Regions from separate parts of the Zea mays genome. Here all the other regions are linked to region 2. Evidence: chromatin contacts called from public Hi-C data. All regions are on one chromosome and are shown on one strand. The core of a region is the stretch at or near the end of the contact, and the rest is flanking DNA. Distances in the headings are between cores, read along the strand shown. Region 1 holds the start of LOC100285225 (fatty acid elongase). Region 2 holds the start of LOC100303796. Region 3 has its middle 5.9 kb from the start of LOC103627137.

Region 1 (2,951 bases), core at 123-2,622, 980 kb after region 2:
GCGTGCAACAACAAACAAAAGGCCTTCTCTCGGCTGCACCGCACTCCCCGGCTGGGGTAGCCGGTCCACAGTCGCCGGGCGCGGGGCGCTGACGAGTGACGAGACGTGCGGCGACAACGCGTCGGAGCTCCGGTCGTCGTCGATCTTCTGGAAGGCCAATCGAAGCCTCCCCCGTGGTCTTGCTCTGGTACTCGAGGAATGGGTCAGAGGAAAATTCTCAGCACAGTGATGACTCGTCAAAGGACCGTGACTGCAACTCGTCAATCACCATGCACGTACCGTACCGTACCGTTCCTGTCTCTGGTAGAGTTCCGTTTCACATTGACAGTTGCGTTATCCGCGAATTTTTAGACTCCTGCTAATCCTCCAAACAGATGTCTCACGACTTTTTAAACCAGTGCACAGCACTAGACGGAACGGAATGAACTGGCAGCTGATCCGCCGAGAAAACGGACAAACCGCCGGCTGTTCCCGCAAGAAAACCCCGTCACTCCAGCCACGTTCTCTCCGCCCCACAGGCCACAGCTCAAACTCACACGCCCTCGGCCAGCCGATGCCAACTCGATACGCACCCACATGGCCGTCAGAGTCGAACGGATATTACTTATTCCATATTTATTTTTATATTTTTTTCTTCAAAATCGAATCGAATACATATATTATTAAATGTTAATAGATATCAACATTTTAAATATTATTAAATTTTAATAGGTATTGACATTTTAAATATTAAACTTTAAGATACATACCAGATAGTCAGATCAGGGGCGGAGCCCGCCTTTATTTTGGGGTCAGCTGACTCCGGTAATTTTTTGAATATCTAATAGAAAACAGTGTTAATAACAAAAGTTCTATAGTAAAAATTAAGTAGTTAATACTAATGACCCCGATAAAATATTTGCTAGCTTCGCTACTGAGTCAGATGTATACGGATCGGATCTCAGCTCCCTCTAGAGCTTGTTCCTTGACACGAAACCATATGGATTAGATAATATTGAGCCAATTTAAATTCATAATAAACCAAAATCTATCTCCATCTCAATGCCTAGAACAAAAATAATCGAACAACTACAAACGGTACCATTCACACTAGTACGGTAGTACCGCGTCCGCTCAGCGTAGCAGTGCCAGTACTACTACGTAACGGCTTCCCGCCTGCCTGCGCGTGCGCCGTGCGGGCAAGTAATAACAGGGGAGCGGCCTCCATCCGTCCGCCCGTTCGAACGCCCGCCACCACCATCCGGCCGTCCATCGGTCAACGCCAGCGTACGGCTGGCGTGCCGCCGCTCGTGCGCCGGGGCCGAAGCTGTCAGGTGGGCCCTCGCACCGTTCCTCTCTCCCTCTCCCTCCCCCTCCTCCTCTATTAAAACTCCGGCGGGGCGGGGCGGGGCGAATCCCTGACTTTCTTCTCCACGCCGTGCTCTGCTTCGAGTGAGGCCTGGTTCAGATTTTACAGGGGTTCGGTTCGATCTGGTGTCCGACGGAGGCGGCGGCGGCGGCTCCTCTGCTGTTCGATTGGTACGCATCGGGTTGCCTTTTCCTCTTCTGTTGATCGCGCGCGTGGCGTATCTGATCCGTCGTTGCTCGTTTCTCCTACCATCGAGGAACCCCCGTAGCCATTTGATCTTGAGCACGCGAGAAAGATTCTTCGTCTTGATTAGTTTCTTCCGCGCTGCCGATTGGGAACGGAAAGAAAACCTGTCTCGTCTAGTGTGGTGGCCATTTCTGTTCTGGATTGCTCTTCTTCCCCCCCCCCCCCCCCCCCCCCCCCCCCCCCCCCGCACGTAGGACAACTGATAATTCAGATTTCAAAAAAGAAATATGATGTCATTTTTTGTTTGGTCGATTTCGTGGCAGTTTCTTGACTCGGATGCTTAAGAAACTAGCGGAAACGCCTTCAGCTAGCCACATCTCTCCACTCAGATCCTTACACAATCGACAAGCGCAAGATTGTGAAACTTAATCTCGGCGTTGTTATTTTTATTCGCGTTTTACTGACCGACCGACCGAACTCAAACTGTGTGTTACAGAGGGAGAGGGGCCATGGAAAACCCGGCGCCGCCGACCAACCCGGCCTCCGCCACGCCGTCGCCGTCGCGGCAGCTGCCGGACTTCCAGCAGTCGGTTCGTCTCAAGTACGTGAAGCTGGGGTACCATTACCTCATCACCCACGGCATGTACCTGCTGCTCACCCCGCTGATGGTGCTCGTGGCCGTGTACCTCTCCACGCTCTCCCCGCGCGACGTCGCCGACCTGTGGGCGCACCTCCGCCTCAACCTCATCTCCGTGCTCGCCTGCTCCACGCTCCTCGTCTTCCTCGGCACGGCCTACTTCCTCACCCGCCCGCGGCCCGTGTACCTGGTCGACTTCGCCTGCTACAAGCCCGGGCCGGAGCGCCGGTGCACGCGCGACACCTTCATGCGCTGCTCCAGGCTCACCGGCTGCTTCACCGACGCCAGCCTCGAGTTCCAGCGCAAGATCCTGGAGCGCTCGGGGCTGGGCGAGGACACGTACCTTCCCCCCGCCGTCACGCGGGTGCCGCCCAACCCGTCCATGGACGAGGCGCGCGCGGAGGCGCGGGAGGTCATGTTCGGCGCCGTTGACGAGCTGCTCGCCAAGACGGGGGTCAAGCCCAAAGACATCGGGATCCTCGTGGTGAACTGCAGCCTGTTCAACCCGACGCCGTCGCTGTCGGCCATGGTGGTCAACCACTACAAGCTGCGCGGGAACGTGGTGAGCTACAACCTCGGCGGGATGGGGTGCAGCGCCGGGCTGCTGTCCGTGGACCTCGCCAAGGACCTGCTGCAGACGCACCCGGGGTCGTACGCGCTGGTCATCAGCACGGAGAACATCACGCTCAACTGGTACTCGGGGAACGACCGCTCCAAGCTGGTGTCCAACTGCCTGTTCCGGATGGGCGGCGCCGCGGTGCTGCTCTCGAATCGGCGGTC
Region 2 (3,263 bases), core at 147-2,646:
ATGCTCACGGGATCTATCACTATCCCTGTCATGGTAGGGATCTCTTTCACGATCATAGCTCCGTTCCCTGTCCCTTCTGTCCCAGTATGGATCTCTACCATACCTTCTTGGATCTCGTCTGAAACCATCTCGGCCAAAATCGCGGGGGCCTCTTGTACGCACTTCATTTACTCGAACAATACGGTTGCCTAATTTCTGTTCCAAACAAAAAGACATGTTTAACACAAGATAAGGGGGGAGGTGCCAAGTGAGTTTTAAATAAAAAGGAAGCATACAGAATACCTTGCCGTCCATGCCCGCAATTGCTTGCTCAGCAGCTCTGGGGTGAGTGAAAGTAACAAAACCATAACACTTGCCTTTGACAGCATGATCATTAATCACCTGGAATGCGCAAATTAATCAGAAAACAAAAGCTATATAATCTCACACAGCCTCAAAACAGTTGGTTATATCATTAGGAAGCATCAACTGCTAAATCATACTAGCAAACAAGTACAACAACCAACAGATTGTTTGTCTTTCTGTATGAAACTATGTAAGTTGTTTGACAATTCCATACACCACATTTGCAAATGATGATGCCATCATCTTCACACCCCCTCTCAGTCGAAGAAAAGCAAGATGTCTACGACATATAAAACTATAATGCCCTTGAATTCATGCCCCGCCACTGATATCCACTTTGGAACAGCTCTTCAAATAACCAATTCTTCAAGGTATCGAACCCAATGAGCTAATGCCATGAGGGGGAAAACCATCCAAAAGGAAAACCAAACATCTACCTTGCAAGTACAATAACCAGATCTCAGAATAATACTTCCCAATTCATCTTGGCATTAAATTAGTTTAGCCACCAAAAACTGGGAATAGGCGGACACCACCTCCTCTCTTTCGTTCGTGTTCTCGTGTTGTTTGTTACTTTTTTTTTTTGTATGTATGTAAGACAGCCACTCCCGAGACCCTCTCTAAGATCCTATAAAAAGGAGAAGAACCTTTTCCACCATATTTCGGAAAAAGAAAACATCAGCGGCCGCAGCACAGCCTCATTTCATTGAATCAAACCAGCAGCGCCCGGCAAACTCTCTCGAGAGCAAACGCGGGAGGTGACTAAACGGAGAAGAGTAGAGGGAGAGGAGCGGGTCGGACCTTGACGGAGACGATGGTGCCGTAGTACCCGAAGGCGTCGCGAAGCATCTCCTCGTTGGCCTCGTAGGGAAGGCCGCCGACGTAGACCGAGTTCACCTCGTCCACCGCCATCTCTCTACTCCGGCGGCCGTCGGCGACGGGGCGGGGGTGCTAGGGTTTTGGGTTTTCCCCTCTCGCTCGCTCACGCCGCGACAACGACGACCGGGTGTGGTGGGAGGAGAGAGAGGGAAAGACGGGAGGGCGAGTTGTCGGATCTGATCTGGAAAAATCACGGATCCGCGTGTCCACTTCCCCTCCTCGGCCCTCGCCATCTGCGGCCAGCCGATCTCCGCCGTCCATTTCGCTCATGGGGCGATGGGCGTAGTGTGGATGGGCCAAATCCCCGCCGTGGAGAACGTCACAGCAACCTGTTCTCAGTCCTGGCCATGGCCCAGTTAGAATATTTCCCTGTGGGCTTTCTGCAACTGGTGAATATTTTATAACAGGGAAAAAGAAGTCCATCTGACCTCCCTCCATTATCGCGTCGAGTCTGATTTGCCTCTTTCAAAAACCGAATTTGTGGACTCTTTTTAACTCTTGAAACCATCCGATTTACCTCTCCGAGAGCATTTATAGCTATGTATCGTCAGGTCTCCTAAATGGCGCCACATCTCGGTGTAGACTGCAGAGCATGAATTTGACCAAAATATGGGGGGGGGGGGGGGGGGGGGGGCTAACTTCGGGTCTACCCGGGGTCTCCTATATTTCGCTCTAGCAGCCAGCAGCTCAACAGTTGATTCCGGAGCTGGGCTGTGCACTGCACTGCAGTGCAGTGCAGGTACCCTTGCTCCCTAATTGTATCCAGCATCGGTGTCTACTGTGGGTTCAATGCTTTGTATAACACTTGTGCAAATTTACAGGGATACAAGGATACGTTTGGTTGCAATAACAGGACGGGACGGAATAGAACGATCCCTCAAATAAGGTTGTTTGGTTTAGGGTAAGGATTGAGACAAGACTATCTCAGTGTTGTACCCAGTTATCCCTCAAAATTGGAGGGATGAGAGATAACACCAGTAGACGTTCTGTCCTGTTTGTCCCGCAACCAAACGCACCATAAGTGACCAGCTCGGACCTTGTTGCAATCATGTCAGCACAGTGAGACAACTGAGATACCGGTGGTGGTAGCAGGGAGGCCGGCCAGTATCATGTACCATCCAGTAGTATGCTCCTTTCAGGAACGGAAGGGGATAGAACTTACTACGGCATAAGCAGACGATAGCAACGCACAAACCGTGTCGGAGTTCCTGAAGGCACGCCTCTCTTTCAAGAGGATTCACGGCATATCAAAACTGCCTTCGCTTTACATGAAATCGAATTGAACCACACATCTCTGCGGTCACGCAAAAAAACATTCCCAGTTCCACTCTCTAGTCATCACACAAAAACAGTTCCGGATCACTGATTGAACCATGACCATGCCCGCCTTTTATGTTGTGGACCTGCGGTGAAGGGTATTTGTCCTAGCTACATCACTGATTAGTAGTAGGAATATGAATAAATTGGATATATGGTACCCATGACTATCAAAACCATGCAAAATATTTTTTTTTCACAACAAGGACCAGCTGCTAATGAAGATTACGATGAAGCAGACCTCCCAAAATTTTAATAACGAACATAAACAGTTCATACCTATGGAATGAAACAAACAGCTACAGATACGGCGAAGTTTAAAAACAAAAACACTACAACAACAGAAGAAGAACAGGCCTTCTTATTTCTGGCATGATTCCTGCCTTCTTCAGTAGCTCCAGATAAGAAACTTCCGGTTCCTCCAAAGGCTCGTGCTAGCTAAATTTCTTGGGGGGGAGAACTTATTGAGACTGCTGGCCTGATTTCTCTGAGGCTGTGCTCTCAGGTTCTTGCGACTGTTTGGTGGCCGCGCCATTTGCAGACGGCTCGCTAGCTAGAGTTTCTTGGAGAGAACCGTTTCCAGTGCCGACTACTTCGGCGACCGTTTCGACGGCCTGCGTTTTCAGCAGCTTCTCTCTGCCGAGCTCTTGCTTCGCCAGGGAAGAGAACTGCAGGTCGAGGGACCTTACAGCACCCAGCCATGCAAGGACAATCACCAGGAG
Region 3 (3,371 bases), core at 404-2,903, 930 kb after region 2:
AAGTCAGAAACAGATAACGGCCGGTAAATTCCGGTATATCGAAAACGGATAAATCCGAGCAAAATAGCTCGAAATTGATCAGGAAACGGTAACTGTAATCGGAAAAGCTCACAATAAACAAATCCTAACCACACAGATGTTCATTCACATCCACATACAAGTCTCATTCACAAAAGTACACAAAACACAATCTTGTCCACATATAATTGGTCATACATTCATCCATGTCCACTCTTAAATTATAACACACAACACATAAGTTTTAAAACACGATTGTTCATTCACATTCACATACAAGTCTCAACCACACAAATATACAATACATAGTCATGACCACAAATAAATGATCATACATGTTCACTAAAGTTTTAACCACATAGTATATAAGTCTTAAACACACGATACATAAACTAGAAATCATGTGGCATGTCGTATGGATCACTTGATATATCTTCTATGACATCTAAAACCCTAATCTCTAAACCCTAACGAGTATAGTTCTTACCTCCTTTGTTTTTTTTGTGGACCGGAAAAATACGGTTAAAATATGGGAAAATACCGGATTTTCCCGAGAATTCCGAAAACGGACGGTAAATATGTCTCACCGTTTATCGTACCGTTTTCGTAATAACACATCCTGTTTCTGTCCCGTTTTCCGTATATCCCGAAAAATATGAAAACGGTCGGAAAAATCTAGTAAACGGTACCGAGAATTTACCGAATTTTACCGACCATTTACATCCTTACCCACAGCAAGGCCATCCGCTCGATCATTTTGCATTATTGCCCACCAGTTCCACCACCACCACCACATCGGCGGGGCTGCGGCCTGCGGCTGCGACTCCGCACGCTAGTCGGTTATTAAGGCCATATTTGGTTTGTTTAATCTAGGGTTATTAACATGTTTGGTTCTATAGACTAAAAATAGTAAGAATATACTAAATGACTCATAATAATACTAAAATGGTCTTTAACATTCTCCCGTTATTAGTACAATTGAACTAAATGAGGGGTAAATATGTAATTAATATGGTTTAGTCCTTTTTAGCACATACGTGAAGGACTAAAGACTAAATCATTTTAGTCTATATTTTAGTCCTAGTGTTTGGCAAAAAAAAGGACTAAATGAGACTAAAAACTAGAAACTAATCTTTAGTCCCTCTAACCAAACACCTCTAAACCCACTTGGAACGATCGAGCGTATCTAGCTAGCTCGTCGTTTTCATCCTAACCCATAGCCATAGGTGTCGAAAGGAACTAGCACTAGCTAGACCAATAATTTTACATTAGTAACCAATTGGAGGCAAATGTATGTATAGCACTTTTAGATCGTTCGCCTGTCGTTTCCTCGATTGGAAAGAAAAAATAACGTGGTTTGTCTGGGCAACTTATACATGATGGATGATTTGATGGATGACTGCATTGTGCGAGTGACTTGAACAGACAGTAAAAAAGTACTAGCTACTTGTTCCTGTCAAAACGTTATTGCTGATCGGATCAAGAGTCGGCCTCAAACATTCAGTGACGCAGGCGAACTGATATGGTGGCTCAGCTGGGGTCTCACCTTTTTTTATGGTGCAACCTGCCTGCTCACTGTCACTGAGGTTGGGCCAAGGCCTAAGACCAGCAGGGCCACGGCCCTAGTTGCGGTCCAAAGTTTTTTAGAACCAAGTTTTCAGGCTTTACTAGCCTAAGAAAGAACAGCCCAGTAATGAAAAGAGCAGAGCAGACGCTGCTCCTGGCCCTAGTCGCTCAGTCTCGGCGGCATCCCAAACGTCGCTCGAACGTCGCTCGGCTGTTGTAATCCCCAACTTTAGAATCTATATCTATACTACTTATTAAGAGTGTAAGAGTAGTCTGCCGTTCTGCCGTTCTGTCATCTGCAACCTCAACCGTCCAATCCATTGTTCTGTAGTTTCAACCGTTCGATCTTGCCACCAGCCGCCCGATCCCACCCCGATCCTGCCGGCCAGACCCCAAATTCATCGCGACCCTTTTTCTTCCTTCCCCGATTTCACCGCCGCCAGTCGCCCGATCCCGCCGCCCGGCCCCTGCCCCGGAGGTTGGAGGCGCGAGGGCGATGGCGCTCCTGCAGCACCAGCAGCTTCAACAGCAACGGCGGCAGCTCGAGGAGGAGGATGACGTTCGGCGGGGTGGCGGCGTTCCCGGCAGCGCTGGGCCACGGTCAGCAGGTGGACTACGGGGAGGACGCCGGCGGGCTCGGGGACAGCGACGCGGGCGGGTCGGAGCCCGAGCCACTGCCAGAGCGGACGCGTGGGGGGTTCGGCGGCGGCAGCAAGCGGAGCCGCGCTGCTGAGGTGCACAACCTCTCCGAGAAGGTGGTGCCGTTGTCATTTCTTGAAATTCGAGTTCTTTCTCCCTGTGCGAAAAGGAACTGCATCCAATCCCCCTTCACTGCTAGTGACCCCTCCTTCCCGCCGCGCCTGCGTGCCCCCCTCCCCCACCCCGCACTCCCTCTGCTCCTAGCCGCTAGCACGTCGCCCAACCCTCCCAACCCTCGCCCGACTCCGATCATCTCGCGGCGTCGAACTCTGCATCTACTACTCAAGGGCATGCCCTCCTCGCGTCCCAACCAACGCCGCGACGTTTCTAGCAACCGCCTCCAGTGCATCGTCTGAGTCGTGCTCCATGATCTCGCAACCGCTCCCCGTCCTACTCGCGATAACCGAGCACGCACAGACTAGGGAGAGGGCCACCACCGAGACCTTATGTACGGACTGATTAGATATACACCATGCTTCTCCTGATTACATTTATAATTAATCTTATCTACTGTTATTAGTACCCAATATCTAGACAAATTATTATCACTTACATCTCTCTATTCCGATTTATACTTATCTAAAGAAATCTAATAATATTGGAGTTCTTATTTCTGCTCCTATTGTGTATGTTTATCTAAATATCCAATTTTGCACGAAAGAGCTAAGCATCAAGTCATATACACAATCAAGCCCTAGCCATATTCTTGTCATCATCTAGGAGAACAAATCTGCAGGTGAAGTTTATTGGATGGAAATCGTTAATTTTGTGGAGATATGTTCATTTTGGCACATATTTCATAGTTTTGATGGAATGTGGATCTTCTTAATATTATCCTTACAGATTAGTTGCTCTTCTGTGTGTGCTTTCTATCTATTAAACATTGTCATCCCCTTAATTCAACATATTACATATTAGTGATGGTTTAAGATTTCATATAAGCTATTTTAAGACTTCACATGGCTTGAAATTATCTCATTAAAAATTATGGTTCTTTTGGCAATAAAAAGAATGTCATTTAACATCATGGCATGGTTTTGTTGTATATGTTCCCTGTTTTTTTATAAATAGGTTTTTAAGTGTATTTA

What was found. Hi-C and Micro-C count contacts between places; a contact is called where the count stands out from the background.
Region 1: a Hi-C map of leaf shows a contact between it and region 2, with 6 times the contacts expected there. The contact joins the promoter of LOC100285225 here to the promoter of LOC100303796 in region 2. A contact is called at or near these places in 3 of 25 Hi-C or Micro-C datasets (ear, leaf and tassel).
Region 3: a Hi-C map of leaf shows a contact between it and region 2, with 9 times the contacts expected there. The contact joins the enhancer-like site here to the promoter of LOC100303796 in region 2. A contact is called at or near these places in 3 of 25 Hi-C or Micro-C datasets (bundle sheath, ear and leaf).

What each region holds. Positions count from the first base shown.
Region 1 is chr5:161,729,392-161,732,342 of Zm-B73-REFERENCE-NAM-5.0, forward strand. It overlaps LOC100285225 (fatty acid elongase), which reads left to right and starts at 1,373. Exons shown (of 2, transcript NM_001158119.2): 1 at 1,373-1,518; 2 at 2,031-2,951. The coding sequence starts at 2,044.
Region 2 is chr5:160,751,456-160,754,718 of Zm-B73-REFERENCE-NAM-5.0, forward strand. LOC100303796 reads right to left here and starts at 1,397. Exons shown (of 9, transcript NM_001165430.1): 1 at 1,147-1,397; 2 at 283-381; 3 at 1-195. The coding sequence starts at 1,257. LOC100272602 reads right to left here. Exons shown (of 5, transcript NM_001399132.1): 5 at 2,669-3,263. The coding sequence ends at 3,003.
Region 3 is chr5:161,676,283-161,679,653 of Zm-B73-REFERENCE-NAM-5.0, forward strand. No RefSeq gene overlaps it. Among protein-coding and RNA genes, the nearest start is that of LOC103627137, 5.9 kb to the right of the region's middle. Within about 2 kb of position 1,654, at least 9 of the 20 cell types and tissues checked have an H3K27ac peak or open chromatin away from gene starts, as enhancers often do. A contact at or near this core is called in ear and leaf, where this site is marked.